2 separate regions of the Neogale vison genome follow, and region 1 is linked to region 2. The links are chromatin contacts, called in public Hi-C maps. All regions are on one chromosome and are shown on one strand. The core of a region is the stretch at or near the end of the contact, and the rest is flanking DNA. Distances in the headings are between cores, read along the strand shown.

Evidence for each region. Hi-C and Micro-C count contacts between places; a contact is called where the count stands out from the background.
Region 1: a contact with region 2 is called in a Hi-C map of fibroblasts, with 7 times the contacts expected there. The contact joins the promoter of TRIB2 here to the enhancer-like site in region 2. A contact is called at or near these places in 2 of 3 Hi-C or Micro-C datasets (fibroblasts and muscle).

Annotation. Positions count from the first base shown.
Region 1 is chr8:135,103,858-135,110,475 of ASM_NN_V1, forward strand. It overlaps TRIB2 (tribbles homolog 2), which reads right to left and starts at 1,481. Exons shown (of 3, transcript XM_044262059.1): 1 at 1-1,481. The coding sequence starts at 92.
Region 2 is chr8:134,923,487-134,930,457 of ASM_NN_V1, forward strand. No RefSeq gene overlaps it. Among named protein-coding and RNA genes, the nearest start is that of TRIB2, 180 kb to the right of the region's middle. Within about 2 kb of position 2,400, the one cell type or tissue checked has open chromatin away from gene starts, as enhancers often do. A contact at or near this core is called in fibroblasts, where this site is marked.

The DNA of each region.
Region 1 (6,618 bases), core at 231-2,730, 180 kb after region 2:
CTTATAGACGACAACTCTTCGAAATCCTGGGTTTTGTTCCGCGATCTCCCATATCTTGCTATTGTGATGGGGGTAGACCTGTGTATGTTCATGAGTGTGGGGATCGCACTCGGCAAACAAAAAACCCGCTGGAGAGATGAGTCGCGGGCGAGCGCGGCTGCAGGCGCCTCCGTGCCACGGATTTTAAAACGGAACGAGAGGGGAGGGGACGGGAAGGGGGCTACGTGGAGAAGAGAGTTGGAAGCCCCCAGATGGGCGCCGCCAGGCACCTTGTCGGCTCCGAGCCCGGCTCCCGGGGGTGCTCAGTCGGCAGGAATTCGGGTCCTTTTGTTACCCCCAAAGCAGCCGGCGATGTGCAGAATCTCCGCACTTTTAGTTTCTCTCTCTTTCTTTCTCTCTTTCCAGCGCGGATCTAGACGAGCGACCCGATTGCTAAGGTGGGGAGCTGCAGCGCCAGGTCTCCCGAAGCGATCCCCACGCAGGCTTCCGAATCGCAGACGGGGCGGGGGAGCCCTGCTGTAGTTTACGCGATCCTCGAGCCGCGCGCGGCCGCAGCTCGGTCCCCACGCGTTAGAAACCAAACAAAAAGAAAAAGGAAATAAGCACGGGGCTACCGGCTCGCGCCGCACGGCAGACAGAATCCGCGCTGCACCCCCTTTTTTGGTGGAAAGGGTGGGGGGCGTGGAAGGGGGGGGGACGCCGGAGAGGGTAGTTACCTACGTTTTAACTGTAGATGGCGTCTGAGACTTTTCCAAGGATCGCAAGAGATATCCAAAATTTAAACAAACAGACAAAAAAAAAAAAAAAAGGGAAAAAAAAAAAAAAAACAGAATAGCAAGGGAGCATTTAACTTAGAGCGGTCAGCGCTGCCAACAAAAGATTGCAAAAGCTGGGCACAGAGTTGCGGCGCGGGCCGGGCGCAGGTACCGCGACAAAGCCCAGGTTGGCCCGCCGGGCGGAGGTCAGCATAGGCTCATGCTGCCGCTGCTCGCTCGTGCTCCAGATCGTCCTCCGAATAAAGCTAGAACTGCGGCCAGGGACGAGGGTAGATCCGTGGTCTCCGATGCCCCCGGCACGAGCTTCCGGGGGGGTGAGGGGGTTCCTCCGGGCGCTGGAAGGGGATGAGCCCCCAGCCAACCTGCGGCGTTCCTTTCCCGCTGGATAACTGGGTCTTGCCTTGGAATAATTTACAACCACTCCGTCTCCCCCGACCCTAAACCTAAATTGCCCGGTGGGGTTTGTTTTGGAGAAAATTGATGGCTTTTCTTCTTCGTCTTTTTTTTTTTTTTCTTTCTTCCCCAGAGGTAAGAAGAATGTGTATTTAAAATTGAAGGGGATGGCCGATGGTGCCCGAGGCCAATCCCCGAGCTCAGCACGCCCGCAACTCCCGGCGAGGCGGTATTAATAGTTACTTACGTGGCCGGGGATCTCGGAGCGAGCGGGGCCCTGTGTGCGCGTGTGTGCGCGCGCGCGCCTCGCTCGCGCTCCGTCTCCCCATTCAATGTCACCGACACATTTCCACGGAGCCTCCGCCCCCCCCCCACCCGCAGCTCCCGCGACTGGCTCAGCCCAGGGCCGGCCCCGCCCCACCCCCGCCCGGGCCCCCCTCATTGAGCCGGGCGCCCATCAATCAGCCCCGCCGCTGCCAGTCCTCGGGCGGCTCCCCCGCGCCCGCCGGCCGCTGCCACTGCCTTTGCAGCTCCCGGCCCCGGCGCGGGCCTGGCTCGGCAGCCGCGCAATATCCTTCCGCGGCCCGGGGCTGGGAGAGAGCGCACCCGCGACCGGGAGCGAGGGTCGCGGCACCTCCGCCGGCCTCAGACTGCGCGCCCGGCCGCAGCGGCTGAGCGGGAGTGGCGGGGCCGCAGCTGCCCACGCGTCTCCCCGGAGCGGCTCCATCGGCGCTCAGGGTGCTTCTGGGTACCTAGTTCCTCTTCCTGGCGCGTTTCCCCGGAAAGCCGGGCATCCTGAGAGCACCGGGCCGCTGCGCTTCTGATGCTGCTCAGAGCCAGGAGCCCTTCCCTGCTGGTGATCCCTTGCATCGGCGGTGCTGCCCGTAGTTTCAAAAAGTAGTTTCATTATCTCTCCCCAACACTCAAGTCCCCATTTAAAAAGAACACAGTTGCTTGCTTTGGGTTGATATCGCCCTCCTGTTACCACCTCCCTACCCCTCACTCTCCACCATCGGGGGCTTTGAGTGTTTTCAGCATGAAGACACCTTTTGACTCAGACCGAATTTAATCACTAATTCTCCTGTCAGGGCAGTGCCCAGAGGACCTTGGTGTCCATTGAAACAGACGCCCGCACGCACGCTGTCACGTGCTCTTGGCTCCCACCAAGCGCGGGGCTGTGCAAGATCTCTTCTGTTATCCACCCTCGTTCCGTTCCCCCACCCCGGTGCGCACAAGTACAACAAACGCTTTCAACGTTGAGAATCAGGTGCAGTTTCACAGGTCGCCCATCCTGGTCAGTTATTCTCAACTTTCTGGGGAGGCTCCAGTTCTCTGGTTTGGGCAGAAGCACCCCAGGCCAAGGTCTTGAACTCCTCCAGAGGCTTGGGTCTCAAGGCCTAAAACTGGTATATCTTGGGAAACCAAAAGCAATGTGGATGAACATCTTACAAAAAAAAAAAAAAAAAAAAAAAAAAAAAGAGGAAAGAAAGAAAAAAGCAAGGGACTGGGAAAAGTGATTTAAAAGATTCTTGGAGTCCTCTGAGCTTCTATATGGACGTATGCATATTTTCTAACACAGGAGGGACAGGGGACCATACAATTTATTGTCCACAGTAGGACTGTTTTGAGTAGAAAGGGGACCTATTTATAATTATGTGCAGCTGAGTTACTCTAGAGATAAGAAGTTCCTGGAAGTTGGCCAGAGAGGACATGGAGGAGTAGACAGAAGGCCACCACAGGGCCAGAGTTTGAAAAGAAGGTCAGGAAATGGCTTTGTGGGTCCTGGCACTTCTCACCATCGTAGTGCTCTCGCAAAACCTACCTAGGACTCTGTCCCTGGCCCCATGGGAGTTCATGAGTTCCCGCAGACTATCACCGTGACTGCCAAGTAAAGTCCTTTAATCCAGTTCTTTCGCCTGAAGACACTGGAGTGTTTGTGTCCGTCTCAGGAGCAGACCTGAAGCAGCCTCTGCAGATGGGTCAGAAAGGCACTGGCCTCCTCCGTTACAGTGGCCACCAAGACTGCTTTATTATAACGAGGGGCTGGGAGCATTGTCCCAGTCCCATCTGGGCCTCTGATTTCAAATGAAAATTGAGTCAAGACTTTTTTCCTCCCTGGGTCCCTGTTTCTTCAACTGTAAAATGAGAAGCATAACACCCGCCCTGCTCAGCTCACGAGATTGCTTTAGAATTATATTTTCAATTCCAGGAAATCTATGCAGGCTTCCTATAAGCCAGGCCCTGTGCTGGTTGTTAAGGACCCACATATGAGTAAGATTTGGTCTCTGCCACCCAGGAGCTCAGAGTCTAGCCCCAGACAAGGCATGGAAATACATCATTTCATTGCATAACAATGTGGCAATTAGAATATCAAGGGAGCATACAGGAAGAAACAACTTTTCCTGGACTTCAGGGAGTTTTCCCAGAAAATGTAATTCCTTTTTTTTTTTTTACCTTGAACTAATCCAGAGCAAATGTTTACTGAAACCTACTATGTGCCAGACACTGGGTATGGAGATACAATGATATAAAAATATATATGTGCTGTCTTGGTGGGCCTTGGAAAAATTCTATGAGCCATAAGATGACATGAATAAGAGATCCTCGTGGACATTTCAGGCAGAAAGAAAAATATGCAGAAGCAAAGGAGTGGGATCCTCTGAAATTTCTAGTTGACTCACCACGCTTCAGTATTGGCAGTTTGGGAGCAGTGGCCAGGCCTGCAGCTGGCCAGATGGGTTGAAATTAGCATGGGAAGGGACCGGAAGGCCATCTAGAGACCATGCTCTCCTTGGTAGAGGAGATACAGCGTCAAATCTGGCGTTAAACTGAGAAGTGGCAGGGTCTGATTGGGGTTTTAGAAAAATCAGGCTGCAGATCATGTGCATGCTTTCCAGAACATTCCAGCGAGCTTCCCAGGAAAGAGAGAGCTCTGTACCTAGAGAGATCAAGAAAATTATAAACTGATAGTGGTGTGTAACTGATGCTTATATGACTGATGGTGTATTTATTACTTCTGATATGAAGTATGCAGTGACTACTTCCTCCTCATTCTCCAAGACCAGGTTCATGTCCTTTGGAAGCTACTGCCATACACGGTAAATTAGATAATTATACCAAGTGCCTTCAACATTCTTATGCTTATTAACAGTCATCCTGGTCAGATCGGAAAAAAGCAAGTAGTGGGAAGATCTAGGTGGGATTTCTCATTCACGCACTATTTAGCCAGATGGCCTTGGATGAATTTAGAATATCTTAATTATACAGTAAAATTATTATCTGAATTTTACCTAACACATGAAAATTCTGGAAGATGTGTATAAGGCAACAAGCATAATGTCTTGCATGTAGTGGAAAGAGTTATTATTATTATTACTATTCTTACTTTTATTATGATTAGAATATACATCTGCAGAGCAATCCAGCATGCAATGATTAATAATAGTAATAATAGATAGGGGCACCTGCATGGCTCCGTCGGTTAAACATCTGCCATCAGCTCAGGTCGTGATCTGAGTCCTGGGATTCAACCCTGATTGGGCTCCCTGCTCAGGGGGGAGTCTGCTTCTCCCTCTCCCTGTGCCCCTGCCAGCTGCTCATGCTCTCTCTCTCAAATAAATAAATACAATCGTCTTAAAAATGGGAATAATCGATAAAATAGATAAAATGCCTAAAGTATCAGGAAGATGTGTGGGAGCGGTTAAACATACAGTGGTAGGAATGGCTACATACCATATGTAGTTATGATTTAAAAAAAAAAAGCGGTAATTAGAGAAGGGAGGCCCATGTTAACCCATCTACTTTAATCCAGATTGGATCAAATCCAGTTGTCTTAGTTTATTAGCCTGCTGTGCATGCTTTCCAGAATATTCTCCATTTTGTAATGAATTTAACTGCTCACTCCTTTACGTCAAGGCTCATTAGTTCATCCATTCAGTAAGCATGTAGTAGTAAGTACCTGAGAGGTGTGAATTCTTAAGCTAAGGGCTGTGTTTATTGACTTGATCAATGGTTTTTGAAAACAATTCCTAAGATGACTGTATCACTTCAAGTCTACCAAAGGTGATGACCTTCAGCTTTCTTAAGCAGCTCATACAGTAAACCCTAGCTAGGCTCAAAAACTTGTGACCAACTTCCAGGACAAATTGTAGAGAATGTACCTTATGCCGATGTTCAGACCCCATGACTTCAGAACGGTCCGTTTCCATTGGGGTCTCTGTGAATGACAGCCCTGGAGGCGTACAGAGCAGTTTTCCCAGCTGGGTGTGGAGTGTGGAGTTTAGACTCATTGGGCTGGAATTCAAGAAGTTGACCACTTCATCTCCTCCTCTCATCTGTTCTTTGTGTAAGGAGGAAGGGAAATATCCAGGCAAGAAGGTACCCTCGTCCACTACTGTACCCACTGGAGATGCATTTCGCCAGGTTTCCAGTGACCCTGGGGTTTAAGTGCAGTCGGGGCTGGGAAGGTATTAATACTTTGCTGAGAGAGGGAAGAGGAGAAATAAGATGATTGCCTCGGTACCCCTCCAGCTTTTAAGATCCAAATGCAGCCTGTGGTTTGCTTCTAGGTTCTATGCCATAAATTGCCCCATTACTTTGGAATCTTCTCAATTACTAACTTTAATGTTAGTTATATTTAATTATGCCTTTTGAGTACGGCTTTCTTTCTCTCTGGTTCTTACACAATGCTTCAAAATAAGTATCATTATCCTCGCTTTACAGATGAAGGAACCAGGACCCAGATAGATCAATTAATTTTTTTCCATGGTGACCGTGCAGGGGTATGTGTGTGTGTGTGTGTGTGTGTGCATGTGTGTGTGTTGGGGAGGAAGAGGAGCAGGGCGATGCGTTTCTTCTGAAACTCTGATGTTTTACTACATCATGTTGCCTGTCATCAGGCATTCTAGAGCGTTCTAAACCTTTGGGTTGAATGGCCAACTCAAAACCTTCACATAATGTGACTACTTTTCTCAATTTTTTTTTAAGCCACTCGTGCCCAGAAAGCAGTTGTTTATTTACAAGGTGATTCCTAGGAGTGCCTGTTAAAAGGTGACTTCTTGGGGCACCCGGGCGACTCAGTGCGTTAAGTGTCCATCTCAATCTCAGTTCAGGTCTTGATCTCAGGGTCATGAGTTTTTAAAAAAAAAAATACATAAAAATAAATTAATAAAAAGTGACTTCTTGTTCATTGTATCATGGCAAGGTAAGGGATGTGTTTTTCTTTTTGGATAAATGGTCCAATGTATAAACACTAAAGAAATTGCCATGTAGGAAACATTTTCCTCCCAAGCCGTGGTTTTATAAAGCTCTTCTTCTCACACAGGAAAATAGCTCTGAGTCCTCAACAGTGAAATGAGCAGAAGAGAAGTGTTACTGATATTCACATTAAGAGGAGGGTAGGAACTCCAGCTTCTGGGAATTTTCTGGGTCTTGCTGATGGTCTACGATC
Region 2 (6,971 bases), core at 1,150-3,649:
CCCAGGTGGCACGTTCGTGACAAATTACATTTTGTGGCAAAAGGAAGTTTGCCATGGCATTAAGGTTACTTATCAGTCGATCTTAAGCTAGGGGAGATCCTCCAAGTGGGGCTCACATAATTAAAAGAGGCCTTTAGTGGGCGCCTGGGTGGCTCAGTGTGTTAAGCCGCTGCCTTCGGCTCAGGTCATGATCTCAGGGTCCTGGGATCGAGCCCCGCATCGGGCTCTCTGCTCAGCTGGGAGCCTGCTTCCTCCTCCCTCTCTCTGCCTGCCTCTCTGCCTACTTGTGATCCCTGTCTCTGTCAAATAAATAAATAAAATCTTAAAAAAAAAAAAAAAAAAGAGGCCTTTAGATATTGAGGTATTTCTCCAGATAGCAGCAGGAGAATAAATTAGGGAAATTCAGAGGCTGGGTAGACTCTATGAGAAGGAGATTCTCCATGGCTGAGATGGAGAATCACTGACAAGGCCCTGATAGCAGCCTCTAGGCAATAAGAAGGGATCTCTGGTCAGCATCCAGCAAAACCACAAAGTCCTCAGTCCTGCGATTACAAAGGACTAACTTCTGCCAACTGAATGATTCTACAGGATTCTACCCTAGAGCCAGACCCACAGGTACCTTGACTCTGCCCTTGGGGTTCCCTTAGCTGAGCCTGCCTAGACGTCTGACCTGTAGAACCATGAAAGAAATGAGTGTTGTTTTAAGATATTAAGTTTCTGGTAATTTGGTATACAGCACTAGAATCCAATAATTTTGCTCAAATAAGCAGATTACCAAGCAGCGCATACGGTCTGATTCTTTTCTATGGTTGCTGCTCTTCACATTCATGTATCTGTAAGTTTGCACAAGAAAACCAGCTGAAGTACACAGTGATGTTAATAGTGGGGGGCTTTTTGTTATTTTTTCTTGTTGTTATTGGAGAATTGAATTAAATTGAACCAACTTTAACCACTAGACCCGTGGAAAATCTGATAACCCATTATTTCCATGGCCTCAATAGCATAGAGTAAGCTTGGCCATTCTTTAAGGCCCTCTCAAATGCCACCTCACCATTGGAGCCACTCTGTCTCCTCCGGCTACCTGTTCACAGAATGTGTAGCTCTGGCTTTGAGACACAGAAAATTGGGGTTTGAAAACGAACTTCACGACTTATGAGCTTTTTAAATTTGGATGATTTAGGTGACTTCTTGTGGATTCAATTTCCCCAAATGTGAATTGAGAGTGAGAATACTCACCAGATAGGGTCCTCACGAAGATTCACTGGGAAAATAAGTGCAGAGCAGATAGTAGAGATCGTACTGAGCCCCTGGTAACCCGCAGGACCCGCCGGACAGGTGCTTGCTGATTCATTGTAGTTCCATCTGTCAGGGTCGTGCTGTTATCAGAGCTTCCGGTAGTGGTCTCGGCCACCGTTCTTCTGCAAGTATGTCTGAATGTTCCCAAGTACTTAACTCAGTGCATGGCACCTGCCGGGGGCTTAGTAGCTTCTGGTCCAATTACTGCATGGAAGAGGAAAATAAATCTTGGTAAAACTGAACGTTCAATTCATGAGGCAACGCAGGCTGCAGTAATACCGGACTGCCACAAGATGTCAGTCTGAATAGGAAAGCTCTGCATTTCAGGAATATTCTGGATAATCTGTCCCTTCCCTCCTGTAGGACTCCAGGAAAACACACAGTTGCAATACTGTAAAGGCAGAGGCACACTGCCGAAATTTGCGCACCTCCCTCCTGTTTAATTGTGTGGATCAATACATTCAAGGCACAGCTGCTGATTTACAGAGAAAAATATCTCTGCCCAGCTGCTAGACCTAAATTAAGACCCCAGGAGACTTCGTCTGGGGACAATTCTACAGGCACAGGCTTTTTTCCTTTTCCCTGCCTTAAATCTGCACCTCTGGGCCCGGGTGAAGAGACAACATGGTAACAGAGAAAATGCACCTTCAGGTTCTGATTCCACCGCTGACCATTTCTGTTTGTCTAAGTTCTTCAACCTTTCTGAGCTTCATTTTGTCATGTGAAAAAAAGAAGAAAATGAATATATAGAAGTTACAGGTAGACTGTTGCAACCATAGAGACTTATGCAGAACAGCATTCCAGAGTATCCTGGAATCAAAAGGCAGGATTTTCTCTGCAGTCCTGAAAGGATTTGGGCACTGAGCTACTTAGTCTGGAGCATTCTATCAGTAAGGGATCCACAAGTTCTCTGAATAAGGCTTGCTTTGACACGGCCTCCAACAGTAGCTTTCCCTTTCAGAAACACACTCTGTTGAGCACACACACACACACACACACACACACACACAAATTGCTCCTTACCAGTCTCTAAAAAAGGGTATGAATGTCATTGTCTCTCTGGTTTCCTGTGGTCTCCATAAAATCTCCAACCAGAGTATTCTGGGCTCATAAAAATGTCCACAGCCCGTTTCTCATCTGCCTTAATGACGTTTCCTAATGGCTGACATTGACATTGGCATCTTTTCTCTGGGGAAAGTGTTGTGAGACTGGCTTCCCCCTTCCCCCAAATAGCTGGTGTGAACAGCCCAGGAGCTGGAATGCAGAACTACAGTTTTTCTCTTCCCATGAAGAGATGTATCCTCCAAGATGTGGGAACTCTGCCCCATTTCCTGTGGCAGCAGGCAGAGAGGCCGGCCCCACTGCCATCAGGAAACAGTTCATAGTCTGGACCAAGGAACCCAGCACGGTGCTGCTCCTGTAGTTTCAGGGAGGGGATAAAGGAATCAACAGTGAAGACATCACTGAGCATTGATGACATGTAAAAGATTTATAAGTCACGAAGTAAGGTAATCTTTAGAAAAGAATCACATTATTTTGTTCAAAATACATAGTCGCGTCACTTGATCAGGCCATTTCAAGGAACCCGAGGGGAAACCAGCATGGTCATAAACAGCTCTAGGGATGAATGCCAGCTAGTCCCTGGGACGGGGATGAGAGTGTGTCAAGGAACAGACGGAGAAAGGGGAGCATCAAGTAGAGTGTTCTGAGAACCCAGAGGAGGAAGATGGCAGTTGTGATGGGGAACTTCTTGGAAGCTAACTGGCTGAGGAGAGCTGTGCCTTTGTCACCCCTTGCTGGCCACCTGCTCTGTGGGGACCCGCTGTGCTGCATGTTGACACCCGTGGCTGTGGGGCCCCTGAGGCTGGTCCAGGTAGCAGTCTTAAGGAGGAGCAGGGTTTTTTCCTGGGTCTGGGGATATAAGGATGAATGATGCCCAATTTTTGTTCTCCAGGGGCTCACAGTACAGTGGGAGTTAAAAGCATAAAGAGCCCACTGTAACAAAAAGAAAAAAAGAAGGAAAATGATGAGCATTTGGAAAGAAATGAAATGACAGAACTCAGACCGTCCATCCGGGCAGAGCACGTGTTGCTGTGTCTCTACTCAGGCAGTGGAACCTTCTCTGATGAAGCACCATTCATTAAAGGACCCACCGTCACTCGCTTTGGGTGTCCCATTTGGTTTGACATAACAGAAGCGCCTCTGCTGATGACTTCGATTTGTGTTTGCCTGTCAGTGGTAGGAGAAGACACTGTAGATGATCAGAAAGTTCTAGGTTTAAATCTTACTTCCTACCCATTGACCTTCAGTCGCCTAACCCCTAAAAACAGAGAAGACAATACATTACTGAGTTATTTTGTTGATGTTGGGGGAGGGGGACTAACCACGATGGTGTTTGCAGTTTCCATGACAGGGTTTAAGGCATCTGTCGAAACTGAGCACAGGGGTTCTCCCTTTCTTGCCCCTCTCTGCGCCAGGACTCTATCTGGAAAGGGAGCCATGCGTATGTGTTGTTATCTAAATAACGCTGCTAATAATAAAACCAAACACTACTATTCACCCTCTTCTGGGTAATGGCTATGTCTTTCTTCTTCCACTGCAATCATAGCTGCTGATTTTACTGCCCCTGCCTTCTCTGTTAGGAAAGACGCCTGTTTATCTTTTCTGCCTTTGGGTCCCCTCCTCCTGTCCCCCAGGAAATGACTTTCAGCAACCAGGGTACAAGGAGGGGGATGTGAAAAAGTTTAACCTGCAGGTGGAGAGATGAGAAGCTCAGTATTCTCCAGTATCTTTTTTGTATCTCGGGTTTTTTGTTTTGTTTTTTTTTTTCTCAGATTCTCTTCCTCTCTCACCCATCCCCCCAAATTATGTTGCATCTGGGTGTCTAAATCCTGCTCACAGCTGTGCCAATGCCTTCCCCACTCTTTCCATCTGCCTGTTTGTTTTTCTTGGTTTTAGTTTGCAGTCTGCTATTTTGTATAAGCAAAATTATCCTTTCATGTCTTACCCATTTCGGTGGTTTCTTCTGGTTATTGTAAACTGCAGCATCTGTGGTGCTTGTCTCCTAATTATATTTCCAGCCTTCTAATAGGAAGGGCAAACAGGCATATGGAACAGCAATACGGAGCCTTCTGCACCCCTGACCTCCATGTAGGAGCCCTCGCAGAATCCGCACAGCTCTCCAGGCTATTTCATCGAGCTCAGCTTGCTAAGATAACACACAAACCTCTGCTCTATAGAAATGATGATAACTCAAATTTAGACAAAGCTCCTGGGCACATTTTCCTCATAAATGAGTCATCGTGGCTCTCAAAGTATGACTCTATAAGTAGATACATATCTCCAATTTCCTGGTTCTAGTGAAACTCAAATTATTTGGTCAGCTGAGTCAAAGTAAGAACAGAGATGGCAAGAATGCTAATCAAGAGATCAGGATTTGATACCCAATATGGAGAATAACTTGTTGAGTGTTTGGGGGAAGGCCCCACAGAATCCCTTGAACTTAGTTTTCAAATCAGTCCAATTAGCAGCTACTGGTCTAGATGATCTATGAGGTAAATGAGCAGAATTGATTCAACCAATGAATTGTTCATTGTACCAATAATGTATTAGAAATTAGAGAAACTAAGATGAATTGAATAGTGTCCCTGTTCCAAAATGAGTTCACAGTATAATAATGGGGAAATCCAATAGGTAATCAGATGATCCTAGCACAACAGGTGCTAGCATAAAAGCATGAACAGTTCTCTGCATTGTTCATCTATTCCAAGATCTATTCCAAGGATCATTTTCTATAAAGAAAACATATTTTAGGCTTCGCATCCCATACAATGTCTGTTGCAAATATCCCCTTCTGCCATTACAGTGTGAAAGCAGCCACAGATAGTAGGCAAAAAAAAAAAAAAAAGCAAGGCTATGTTCCAATAAAACTTTATTTACAAAAACAGGTGGTGGGCTGGATTTGATCCATAGGCTGCAACTCACTCACGAACAAAATTCACTGAGATTAGTCTTCAGTGAATTCCTCATTCTCTGAAAAGGACAAAACCCATAACATGGTCTGAAGGCCCTCTAAGATGTGAACCCTGCTTCCCTCACCAGGGTTGTCTTTTGTGTGTGTGTGGGGGGTGCGGTGGGGACAGTAAGCAGAGGGAGAAGCAGGCTCCCTGCTAAGCAAGATCCCAGGACTCTGGGACCATGACCTGAGCTGAAGGCATATGCTTAAATGACTGAGTCATCCAGGTGCCCCTCACCAGTGTTATCTTGGCTTCTTCCCTCATTCCAACAGCATGGGACCTTCACAGAGTTTCTCCTCTTGATGATATACTCCTTCCTGCCTTGTACCATGCTCCTCATACCTGCTCGCTTCTTCACACCTTCACTCTTACATCTACTTAATGTCTGTCATCCTTCGGAGGGCAGCTCAGACATCACCTCCTCACGGAAGCCTCCTTAGATTCCTCCAAATTAGGTCCATGCCTGTGTGTCTATACTCTCCCTGCTCCCTACATGTCTCTTTTGTAGCCCCATCACAATTCTAATTCCTTACCTAATGTTATAATCAGATCTTTAATTCTTTTCTTCCCTATAAATATCAGGTCCATGAGAAGAGGGCCCATATATATCATGCCTTTTTTTTTCCAATTGTATCTTTAGCATCTCCACAACAGCGTGGGACAGAATAACCCCTCCAGAGTATGGTTGAATGGATGGATGAATAAAATAATGCTACAGAGGGGTCCGCAATTATTAACTATTGCAGCCTGGGAGCAAGGGTGACAGGTGGTTGGGAATGTTTCGCCGAGTAGGTGACAATCTGAGATGGGGTTTGGAAGACAAATAGGGGACGAGAAGATTGCAATATAAAGAAGATCCAATATAAAAGATGAAGATTTTGCTCATTGACACTACTCTTCTTCACCAAATCCCTAAATATGATTCTTCTCAGTTATTCTGCTGGTTGCCTTTAACATTAAGTAGCAGTTCAAACTTCTTTTTTATTCCATCATTGCAGGCCAATATCTAAAAGCTGTTACCATTCTGCTGTAAGTGACAAACCATCCTCACAATAGCTCAAGGGAAAAAGACCCTTGATTATCCGAAATAACAGGAAATCTGAAGGTAGGTGGTACCAGGCTTGGTGCAGTGGCTAAACAATGTTATCAATGACCTAGGCTCTTTCCATTATTCTCCTTGGCCACCAGCAGTGTGTTGGCTTATTACCTTGTAGTCACAAGATGGGTGACACAGATCCAAGCATAATATCCTCCAGTAATTGAGTTTGAGGCAGGAAGATGGACTGCTGGGGAAAAGAGACCTTCTTCAGTAGCTCTATCTTTCTATCAGGAAGCCCAGAGAATTCCTTTGTTAGAACTACATGACAGTCCCACACTTTGAATAATCAATAGCAAAGAGGAATGGTTTTGTCGTAACTGGTGTAGACCAATAATACATTTTCCATGGCTGTGGAAGGGGCCCTCCCCCCTCAACATATTCCTGCTCAGCAGATGCTCAGTAGAACTGGAGAGGTATCTACAAACAGGAAGAGAAAAAAGGGTTGCTGAGTAGGAAACCACAAGTTTCCACCAAAGCTAACTATAGTGCTCAATGTTAAAAATGTTTTCCCTCAGAACTATGAAAGAATTACACCATTGTGTTCTAGCATTTTGTGCTAC